Linked DNA regions of Sus scrofa: region 1 is linked to region 2. A link is a contact called in public Hi-C data. All regions are on one chromosome and are shown on one strand. The core of a region is the stretch at or near the end of the contact, and the rest is flanking DNA. Distances in the headings are between cores, read along the strand shown.

Evidence for each region. A called contact is a pair of places that touch in the nucleus more often than the background predicts.
Region 1: a contact with region 2 is called in a Hi-C map of liver, with 1.6 times the contacts expected there. The contact joins two enhancer-like sites. A contact is called at or near these places in 3 of 47 Hi-C or Micro-C datasets (liver and skeletal muscle).

The regions. Positions count from the first base shown.
Region 1 is chr15:118,097,450-118,103,045 of Sscrofa11.1, forward strand. No RefSeq gene overlaps it. Among named protein-coding and RNA genes, the nearest start is that of MREG, 170 kb to the right of the region's middle. Within about 2 kb of position 4,087, at least 1 of the 83 cell types and tissues checked has an H3K27ac peak or open chromatin away from gene starts, as enhancers often do. A contact at or near this core is called in liver, where this site is marked.
Region 2 is chr15:117,962,083-117,967,354 of Sscrofa11.1, forward strand. No RefSeq gene overlaps it. Among named protein-coding and RNA genes, the nearest start is that of FN1, 230 kb to the left of the region's middle. Within about 2 kb of position 2,584, at least 6 of the 83 cell types and tissues checked have an H3K27ac peak or open chromatin away from gene starts, as enhancers often do. A contact at or near this core is called in liver, where this site is marked.

The DNA.
Region 1 (5,596 bases), core at 2,837-5,336, 140 kb after region 2:
GTGGTGTAGGTTGCAGACCTGGCTGGGATCCCTCATTGCTGTGGCTCTGGTGTAGGCCGGTGGCTACAGCTCTGATTAGATCCCTAGCCTGCGAACCTCCATATGCCCTGGGAGTGGCCCTAAAAAGACAAAAAAAAAAAGACAAGAACAAACAAACAAATAAAAAACTTTATGGGAAAAAACAAACACTTTTTATTATATATTATAATATAAAATAAAAATATAAAAAGAAGACAAATGACAAACTAGGGAAAATATATGCAACATATATTACAAAGGGTAACTGTCCTTATTTCATGAATAGTTTTGAAAATTTGACAAGAAAAGACCAAGGACCTTATATTGTCAAAAGAGATTAAGAAGCAGTTCACAGGCAAATGTTACATGGCTTACAAACATCTCAACATCACTAATAAAAGAAGCATAATTTCAAACTTCACAAGATACCAATTCCCACTTGCCAGATTGGGAAAAACCCAAAAGTTTGACAATATACACTTTGGACAAGGTTTTAAGGAAATAGGCACTTTTGCTCTACAGGTGGGAATGCAAAATTAGACATCTCTCTTGGAGGGAAATTTGCTAATCTCTTCTGGAAGTACCTTGACCCAGCAATTGCACTTCTAGTAATCTAACCCAATGATACACTAGCAGAAATACAAAAAGATTCACAAGGCTATTCACTGCAACATAATTTGTAATATTAAAAGACTTGGAAGCAACTCAAATGTCCATTAGTGAGGACTGACTGAACAAGATATAGCCACACAATGGAGCACAAGGCAGCTGTGAAAAGGAATGAGGGCTTTCTCTATATTATTCTGGCATGAGCTTCAGATAAATCATTAAGAAAAAAAAGGCAGCTGTAAAAAGGTACGTATCATTAGGAAGGAGAAGGAAAATGTGAATGCCTATAAGTACTTGCTCATTTTTATAAAAAAGCAATGGGAGGATTAACATATTTTTAAAAAAGGTTACCAATGAGAAATTATATAAAGAGAACAGGGACAAAGTCAGACTTCTTTGAATATACATTGATTTGTAGATTTGAGCTTGGCACCATATAAATAATTTACATAATTATAAAACAATATACAACCCTTAAACATTGAGAGCAAAAATTAAAAACAACAGACCCTCAAAAAACTAAAAATAGGATTGCCATTTGTTTTAGCAATCCCACTCCTGGGCATCTATCCAGAGAAAACCATGACTCAAAAAGATATATGTATCCCAAAGTTCTTTGCAGCACTATATACAATAGCCAAGACACGGAAGCAACCTAAATGTCCATGGACAGAGAAGTGGATAAAGAAGATGTGGTACATATACACAATAGAATGTTACTCAGCCATGAAAAGGAATAATGGCTCTTGCAGCAGCATGTATGGACCTAGATATTATCATGCTAAGTGAAGTTAGTCACACAGTGAGACACAATTGTCATATGCTATCACTTGTATGTGGAATCTAAAAAAAGTATACAATGAGCTTCTTGGCAGAACACAAACTGACATACAGATTCTTAAAAACTTATGATTACCAAAGGAGACAGGTTGGGGGGAAGGGATGGGCTGGGGATTTGGGATGGAAATGTAAAACTAGGTTGTAATGATGGTTATACAACTATAATATAATAAAATTCGGCGAGTGAAAAAACAAGGAAAATAGAATATTGTGGTGTGGCTAAATATCCACCAGTGTAGCATTTGGGAGGCTGTATGTGTGTGCGTGGAGTTTGCTTTGTGTTTTTGCTTTTGCTCTTATGTATATTTTGAGCAAGTGAGAAGTAATGATCTTCCATAATAAAACAGGTTTGTGGTTTGCACAAGTTTTTTTAAAAACTGAGAGCAAAAGTTATCAAGTGAATGACTGCAAATCAAGTAGGGGGCAAAGCTACACAGAGAAGGTATTTGAAGCTCTGTAAACTGACTATCCTTTTTAGGATTGACCTCAAAGAACTGCAAACAAATCATAAACTATTTTCAATTATTAAATCCTTGATGCCAGTAGTTGGTATTGTTATTCAGAGTCTGTTATATGTGTACTGTGATATTAAACAAATGAGTAATTGTGCTGGTGTAATTAATCCAAAACCAGGATTCTTGACAGGAGGGAAAGATATACAAATGTAAGATCTGTGAATTAACACCCTGTTGTCCTTAATTTGAACCAGCACTATCAGCATGAACTTAAGCATTAAATTTTTAAAAAAATACACATTTCTTCACTCTGTCCTCTGAAAAGCTCTGGAAAAAAATGACCAATCCAAGAACAATGAGCAGCCCTAGGTCCCATACTGCTGTGTCTAGAAATCATTTCCAAGTCAAAGGAATCATGTTTCCCTGGGAAAATGATTGATTCTAAGCCTGAGAAAGGAAATGGACCATCTTGTCAGACCATAACGCAAGGTCTCAAGGTAATTGAAAACAACTTGACGACATCCTCACCATTCAAAGAGGAACACATTTGAGCATCAATACGGATAATCACTTCAGTGACTACAAACACATCAAATACGCTTATTTCATGACAGTCCTATTTGAAATTAATGAGTCAGTTTTGAAGGATGCTAACCAACGAACTAATGTTTTGGAAACCTATTAAAGGGAAGAATTAAGCTTATATCTTGCCTTGGCTACTCAACTATACTAGTGCAAACAAAGAGCTGATAAGCTATTATTAAGTAATAGTGGGATGATAGAGTTTAGATGTCATCATTTTGCAATCCTTATTAAATTAATAGAGCCTGGCTGTGATTAGCAGTGGCCGCCCGCTTACAAAAAGACTGGTAGAAGTACTCAACACCACTTAAACTGTCAGAAATAAAGAAGGAAACCTGGATCTGATTAAGCCTCAACATCTAACCACTAATTTACAAGACATACAGGAATACAGGAACACATTCAACAGGCCTTAAATGATACAATTAGCAAAATCCAGACTGGAGAATGCTATGGGATGAATTACCCAGGTTCTTCAACAAATACCTTAACAAAAATAATAATAATAATAATAATAAAATAGGAGGAAGAATTTGTAGCTCAAAAGAGATTAGAGATCTATCAATCAAGTGCAAAGTACGGCCTTATTTAAATCCCAATTTGAAAAAATTGTATTTAAAAAAAACTAAGACAATTGGTTAAGTTTGAAAATAGTCAAGTTACCCGATAATACAGGAAGTTAGTGATATTTTGGTGTGATATTGAAGCTGCGGTTAGGATTGTGAAAGGAATTCTTCACTTGAGATATTTACATATAAAATCATAGGAGATCTAGAATTTCATCGAAAACATTGGGGACTAAGGGAATAGTGGTTGGGGGTACAGCTGAAACAAATGGGACCATTTGTTGGTAACTGTCAAAGCTGGATGATGAGCACAGAGTTTATCTAATTTGCATATATTTGAAATTTTCCATTAAAAAGCATTTTTACAAAGAATATTCAGAGGTTGGAGTTTCCATTGTGGTTCAGCGGTAACAAACCCAACTAGCATCCATGAGAACACAGGTTTGACCCCTGGCCCCATTTAGTGAGTTAAGGATCTGGCATTGCCATGAGCTGTGGTGTAGCTCGCAGACACGGCTCCGATCTGGCATTGTTGTGGCTGTGGCATAGGCCAGCAGCCACAGCTCTGATTCGACCCCTAGCCTGGGAATTACATATGCCTCGGTATGGCCCTAAAAAGACCAAAAAAAAAGAATATTCAGAGGTTTAGAGTGCCCAAAACAGGAGTATGGAGTGCAATACCCCAGTTAATAGACAAACTTCTTTTTCCTCTCAGTGGTTTAGAATTATCACAAATGTTTTAAGTATGCAATTTTCCAAAAGAAAATTTGGTTCATAGAGGCTGGCCTAGGTTGATAATTAAAGGAGAAAATGGATTAATGAGAGGGTAACTCAGGGAAGTATGTTGAAAGAAAGGAATTGCTTGAAAGGGAGATTTAGGATAGTATTTGATTTTAAACAATGTGAAATAAATCTTCACTAGGAGAAATGAACCCAGATCAGGCATGATCTGCATGTTCCCTGGTGAGGAGGTTCAGGCAGGTCTGACCTTTGCACTCTTCAGTGCCTAGAGCCTGGATTTGGGCCCAAAGGTTAGATTAAGAGTGAGACAGCATCTGAGTCATAAAAGAGTAAAGTCAGGCCAGGAAGGCCAACCTCAGTCTCTTGATCTGTAGGACAGAGTCAGGACTCAAAACGGAAGCTGAAGCCAAAAGGATTTAGCCTTGAATTGAAGACATCCCTGGTGATTCCCATAAGTGGATTTTAAGTGTCCCCCTTTGCTTTTCCTGGACATCCATCCCACGATCCAGGAAAGAGAGGTGGACTGAGTGGATTGATGTGGTGCCATGTATCAGTGATGTCTTGCCCTAAGTCATGTGGCTGATGGGATACAAAGGGTAAAATTCAAGATGAGAGTCTTCCTCAAACTCAGATGCAATGCAAAGCCATTCATTTTTCAACAAAGACCACATAGCATGGTAAGTGGTGAGAAATTTACTACAGAGGAAAGAGCCCTAGTACCACTGGGCCCCCATGCCACCCTCACTCTGCCAATCCCTTATCCACCAGAACTACTTCCCCTTAAAATGAAACAAGCAAAAAACTGACCATGTCATTTCTGTGCCCACAGATCTCCATTTGATACCCTGTTGCCCAAAAACAACATCTCAACTACTTAACATAGAACACCAGGCCTCTGATAACATGCAATTCAGTACCCTAACTCAGTGATCTCCTCTAGCCCTGGAGCCTGAACTAAAGCCAACCATCACTATTCCACACCTCAGGGTTATTGTGTGTGCCTAAAATGCTCTCCCCCACTTCTCCACCCAGCCTTCCCAAACTTTCAAAGCCAGTTTAATTGTTACCTTCTCTGCACCTGTTCACAAAGTTAGGTTAAGGTTCCCACAGTGTGCATTCACAGCCTCCTATATTAAGCTTTATCCCAGTGTTTCTCATAATACTTACTGTTACTGTAAATGTAGCTCCTCTTTGGCTCTCCTAGAAGATAGCACTCCTTATCTACCGTTGTAATGATCTCTTTGCCAGTTACTCTGTGACTTGTAGGTAGAGACGTGAGGAAGAATTCGTCATCTCTGTATTCGCCAGTTGCAAGTTGCTTGGCAAGAGAAAGGTAATTCATACATGTGGGTTAGACTGAACATGGTGTTCAGGGGCAGAAGGGGAAAGAAAATAAATTAGATTGGGTGATTGATTTGCAATTTCAACTTGAAAACCCCAATGATTGTAAACATCCTAAAATACAAAAATAAGGTAACTTGAATTTACTTTCATGGACCAACAGAAGGCAGGTCAGGAGGAGGACAAAGCAAGAGATGTAGAGAGCAGAACAGGAGGGAGGGTGGAGAAAGTAGAAGTGGTAGGAAATTGTGGCCATCCCCTCTGTTGCTTGGTCTTCCCCTATGATCCACAGGCCCCACCAAACAGGCACTGCCCCCAACCCGCTCCCCAGCTAGGTGCACAGTGTCTAGAATATGATTACATCACTATTAGAAACATGTTTGAAAATGGACAAAGCCAGGAAGGAAAGCACAAAGGTGAACTTATTCTGTTAGAACAGTACAA
Region 2 (5,272 bases), core at 1,334-3,833:
CTCAATTATACATTCAAATCATTTGGCTTTTGTTGTTGATGTTGTTTTTGTTTTTTGGAGGGTTTTTGTTGTTGTTGGTTGGTTGGTCAGTTTTTTTAACCCATGTTCCCTGTAATTTAGTCATCCTTTCTTAGAGAAATTTGTTCCCTGATTCCCTGTCATTCTCACTTCCTTTCTCTGCCTTGGTTTATTTTTCTGCTTACCCCTCCCGCCCCAACACACAGATGTTGCGTAATAACTTTTATTTATACAATGTCTTGATAATACCACTTCTTCCCAAAAGGCCCCATTTCTAAAATTTCCATTGTAAAAATTTTTTTTGCTAATAATTGAGCAGAGGGCATTTTTAACATCTACCCTTTTTGCCCAGTGAGGCTCAGACTAGGGAATGTGTGTTATTTAGGACAAATCTACCACTAGAAAAACATGTAGCTTCAATATACTTACATCAGAGAGCCATAGCCATAGGACTTGGTAGCTGGTAAAGTGGGTGCTCAGCACTACCACACACCCAGCATGGTTACCTCACGGCTACGCTGCAATGCCTTGCTATCAGGCTCCTTTCTCATTCCCATCTCCTTCCTCTCCACTGTCCTGTCCTGCTTGACTTCCATCCAGTGACTCATGTTTTAAGGGAAATCAGAAAAAGCTTCTATTTTTAGAAAGGGCTAAAAGTATGTCAAAAGTGTTGCCAAAAAATTAATAAATCAAGATAACAGATGGGTTTAGCAAAATGGAAAAAAAAAAAAAAAAAAAAAAAAAAAGAGCCCTTGGGTGTCATGCAAAGCTTACAGAATGTCTGAGGTTTTCTTATTCCTCCCTCTTTAAATTTTGGTTTCCTAAAGGATATCTCTTGCTTTTCAGTGTCCTTATGCTTTCCTTTGGCAACTTCCAGATTTCTTTTTCTAGTATATCGGCTGACCTGCAGTTATGACTTCTGCCTCTTCACCGAAACAAGTCAACATTCAGATTCAAACATTGAAAAGGTGTTCACAAATGGTAAGAATTTGAGACATCAAAAGAAGGAAACTTGAAGCACTGTGAGCCACACCAAGAAAAAGTAGAGCTGAAGAACTGCACTTATATGTTTGCACTTATAGGTTGAGTAAGTTTAAACTCAACTGGAAGACAGAACTAAAACTAAATTGATTTCATGATTTTTTTCCCCCCCAGTTCTTACAGTCTTTCTTTTTAATTTTTTTCAGGAGTCAGTCAGCTAAAGATGTGTAGTTTTTCTGAATAGTCAAAAGGACAAGGATTTGCACTTTGGTATATAACTTGTTTTCATTCTGGCATTTAACATCTGTTTTCTGAGTATGAGATAAATGCTCTGGAAAAAAAAATGGCTTTTGATGATGCAAGATTAGATTATTTACCTTTCAGGTCAAAGCTAGGGAAAAAAATTGCTGCTTCATTAAATATATCTCACAGCTTCAAAGAAAGGGATTTTTAAGAGAGGAAAACCAAAGATGGTAAGGAAGTAGTGAACATTAAAGTTTAGCTTGATATTTCCCAATGTTTGTTTGAAAAAAAAAAAATTAAGTAAACTTTTTTTAAGCAGATATGGGAAAAAGTGAAAGGAGGTGAATGACCCTAGTTTTAATTCCTAACTTCTCTGACCTTAATAAAGCCCAGTGGGGTCAGGGGACTTTCCCACGGTCATACAGAAAACTCCAGTCTTCATCAACTCAGTTTGCATCTCTTTCTGTTACATTACATGCCAAGAATTGTTCTTTAAAATATCATTAGAGTAGATATTATTTCTGTGCTCACTTATCACAATATGGGCAATTGAACACTTTATCACTAGTAGCAGTTAGGTAATAATCATATGGAAATTTCTGAATTCATTTTTATAAAGTATATCAGAAACATTAAATATCTGTAGTTATATTTTTTGGAAATATGAAAAAAGATAGTTCTATAACATCGTGAATGAAAACTAAGGCCCTATGCATTTTGTGGGCCATAAACAATCAGAAAAATTTTGGAAATGGATGTTTCCAAGAGAAACGACTAGTGATAGCTTTTAAAATATGTTTTTAACATCAATTAAGTACCTTTTAAAATTGGCCAAATAATGCTAAAGTAAATCAAGTGCTTAAACAGTGTGAAGATAGTATCTGAAGTCTAAATAAATGTTCAGTCATTCCATCAGGAGCAAATCATAAAGAAAAGATATAAAGAAAATACCAGATCGGTTAATGTGTCCTTTATTCATGGTTTACTCCCTGAAACATTGTTCATGATTTTTTTTTCCCAATTCTTACAGTCTTTCTTTTTAATTTTTTTCTTTTTATGTTTCCCCAAGTTCACACTTCACACAAAATACCCGTTGAAGCAAACAGAAAAATGACACCAGCTCTTGGGCATTCCAATCAGTTTGTACATTAAAATGGCGATTATTGAAAGCACACAAAAGAGTTTGCAATTTGACATCAGGAATAGGGGGCAGACTCGTTTGCAAAGTGATAAGGGAGAGTTGAAGACTTGTAGGGTTAATGAAGTAAGTACGCAATGCTGAAACTCAGGCCAGAAAAAAAGCCAGACGGCACTGGACATGGATGGAGCCAGGGGCGAGGGGAGGCACTTGGAAAAGATGTACAAGGTTGTGGTTTCCTGCTAAATTAAAATGACATAGACAGCACCACAGGGCTTGCTTCATTATATTATTGTGAAATTTGGACTCAAACAGAGTGAGGTAAACCCACAAGTTAAAGTGTTTTTAAAGTGGCTTAATAATCACTTTGGAAAAAAAAAAGGAACACTCGTTCAGCAGTACGACTGGAACTTTGATCAACAAACACCCAAGGGACACAACCAGTCTTTTGCAAACAAACAGAAGTATCATGGCAGGGGTGGGCTTGGAGGTTCTTGCCCTAGAAAGATGATTTTCTTCCTAAATTGTGAAAGCTGGTAGTAGTGTTATGTGATGGAATGCTTTTCAGATATTCTGTAGGAAATTTGCCCTCCTGAAAGGACTGATAAATGTTATAGGAGATAACACAGGGCTATTTGATTTCATTTTAAAAATGAAATACATTAAATTTTTTAGATCTCCCCCATTTTATTTCCTCATTGAAGAATCAGCTGCCCAAAGCACCAAATCCCACCTGGGCATACTGCCAACTGAAGTAGATTTTTGTTCTCAATTTTCATTTTCTGGATTCCTTGATGACCTGATTTCCTGTCATTTCATGCTGCAGAGATAAGGATGATTGGCTACAAATCAGGGCTCTCTGTGGAGTGGGATGGGAGATTGAAGAAGAGGAAGAGAAGGAGGGAGGCCACAGCTCATCTCATGGTTGGTGGTTTTCTCAGGCTTTCCTTATGCTGCCTGTAAATTTCATCCAGAGATAAGCTCATCCTACATTTGTCATGGATTCTCATATTGGGATAGAAGGTGCAGACCAGGGATTTGGGAACCATTCATTTACCAGTGTCACATGACTTCAAAGGATTCCCCCCAGGGCCGCTTGCTGTGCTGGGATACCAGCTCTTCCTCTGAATCCCTAACCCATTACTTAAGCAAAAAGTGCTGTTTCTCGAACTTTTCCGACAATTGGTCATGCATTCATCTATATATTCAAAACATAGGTTTTTTTTTTTTCTAGTACCTGCCATGTGTAAGGCCTTATTCTGGCCCTAGGAATGCAACTTTGAACAAAACACAGTCACTGATTTCATGGTGTTTACATTTCAAGGGAGAACTGTTCATTTTTAAAATCGAAGGACCTTTCATAAAATTGTAGCATAGTAAGTGAAAGTGCTCTGGTCAAGGCTGGGACCACAGCCCACCATGAGCTTCACACAAGGTGAGGAATTAATGCTTATTAAGCACTTAATGTGTGCCAGGCCTTGAGGAAGTTACTGTACATTCACTTATTTATTGGGTGGGAAACTGAGCTGGATGCTTTCTAGAGTACCCATTAAAATCTAGATTATTTGGTGGGTTACTTTATGGTAAAAGTCTTGCTTTTTTTTTTTTTGCCTAGAGTTTAAGATGTGGTAAAAAGTATATATCTATATTCTAGAAGTCTCCTGAAATGACTTGCATTTGGGGGATGAGAGAGTCTAATAAGTTATGTCATATACAGTGGAAAGATCTACCCAGGTTCAAATCCTAGTTGCTCCACTAACCTTTCTGAGCCTCCTCAGTAAGTTGGGGTTAACTTATTTCTCTTAGTATTACTGTGAAGATTAACTTTATTTAACAAATATTTATGGTGTGCTTATTGTATACTGAATACTGTCCTTGCAACTAAGGATGTAGTAATTGACACAGAGTCACTGCCCCCATGATGTGATTTGGGTCCTAGTGTCTCTCCTTTGTCTTTTTCTTTTCTTTTCTTTTCTTTTCTTTTTTTTTTTTTTTTTTTTTGGAGGAGGAGGTCATTTGGTCACTTGTTGATAGAAGACAGGATCCAGTTTTGTGTGAAACCCACTGGCTGTCTCCAGGTAAACCTTGACAGTGTCAGACAGGTGGAGCCACCTCTGAGCCAGATCTGGGACCTGTCAGGGGATGTTTGGAATCCAGCCAAACCTGTTCCCTGGAGTGACAGTCATTGGGAAGGGCTTCCCAACCTGGGCTGAAAGGCCAAAACATTACCTTATGTTCAAAGGGTTCCCTGATAAAATCTATTTGTAAATGTATTTGCAGAGCTTTAACAACGTGCCTTGTTAAAAAGCTTTACGTATTTAAAAATCAGTAAACTCTTCTTTACCTCCCTCCATTTTTCTCTTTCTCAGAATGATGACAATACTGTTCCAACCCAACCACTATGTACACTATGCAGAGTTCAATACCATCTTTATTTTTATTTTATTTTATTTTATTTTATTTTTTTGTCTTTTTGCCATTTCTAGGGCCGCTCCTGCGGCATATGGAGGTTCCCAGGCTAGGGGTCTAATTGGAGCTGTAGCCACCGGCCTACAACCAGAGCCACAGCAACTCGGAATCCAAGCTGTGTCTGCAACCTACACCACAGCTCACGGCAACGCCGGATCCCCAACCCACTGAGCAAGGCCAAGGACCGAACCCGCAACCTCATGGTTCCCAGTCGGATTCGTTAACCACTGCGCCACGACGGGAACGCCCAATACCATCTTTATTTTTAAGAAAATCTTAAGCACAAGAAAAATATTTATTCCTGGAGTGAGTTAAACCTTTTTTTTTTTTTTCAATAAACTAAGGAATATATAAATCTTGAAAAAATGTTGATGAATAAAACACAAGTATAGTTCAATTTTATTTTTATGTGATTAGAGACAC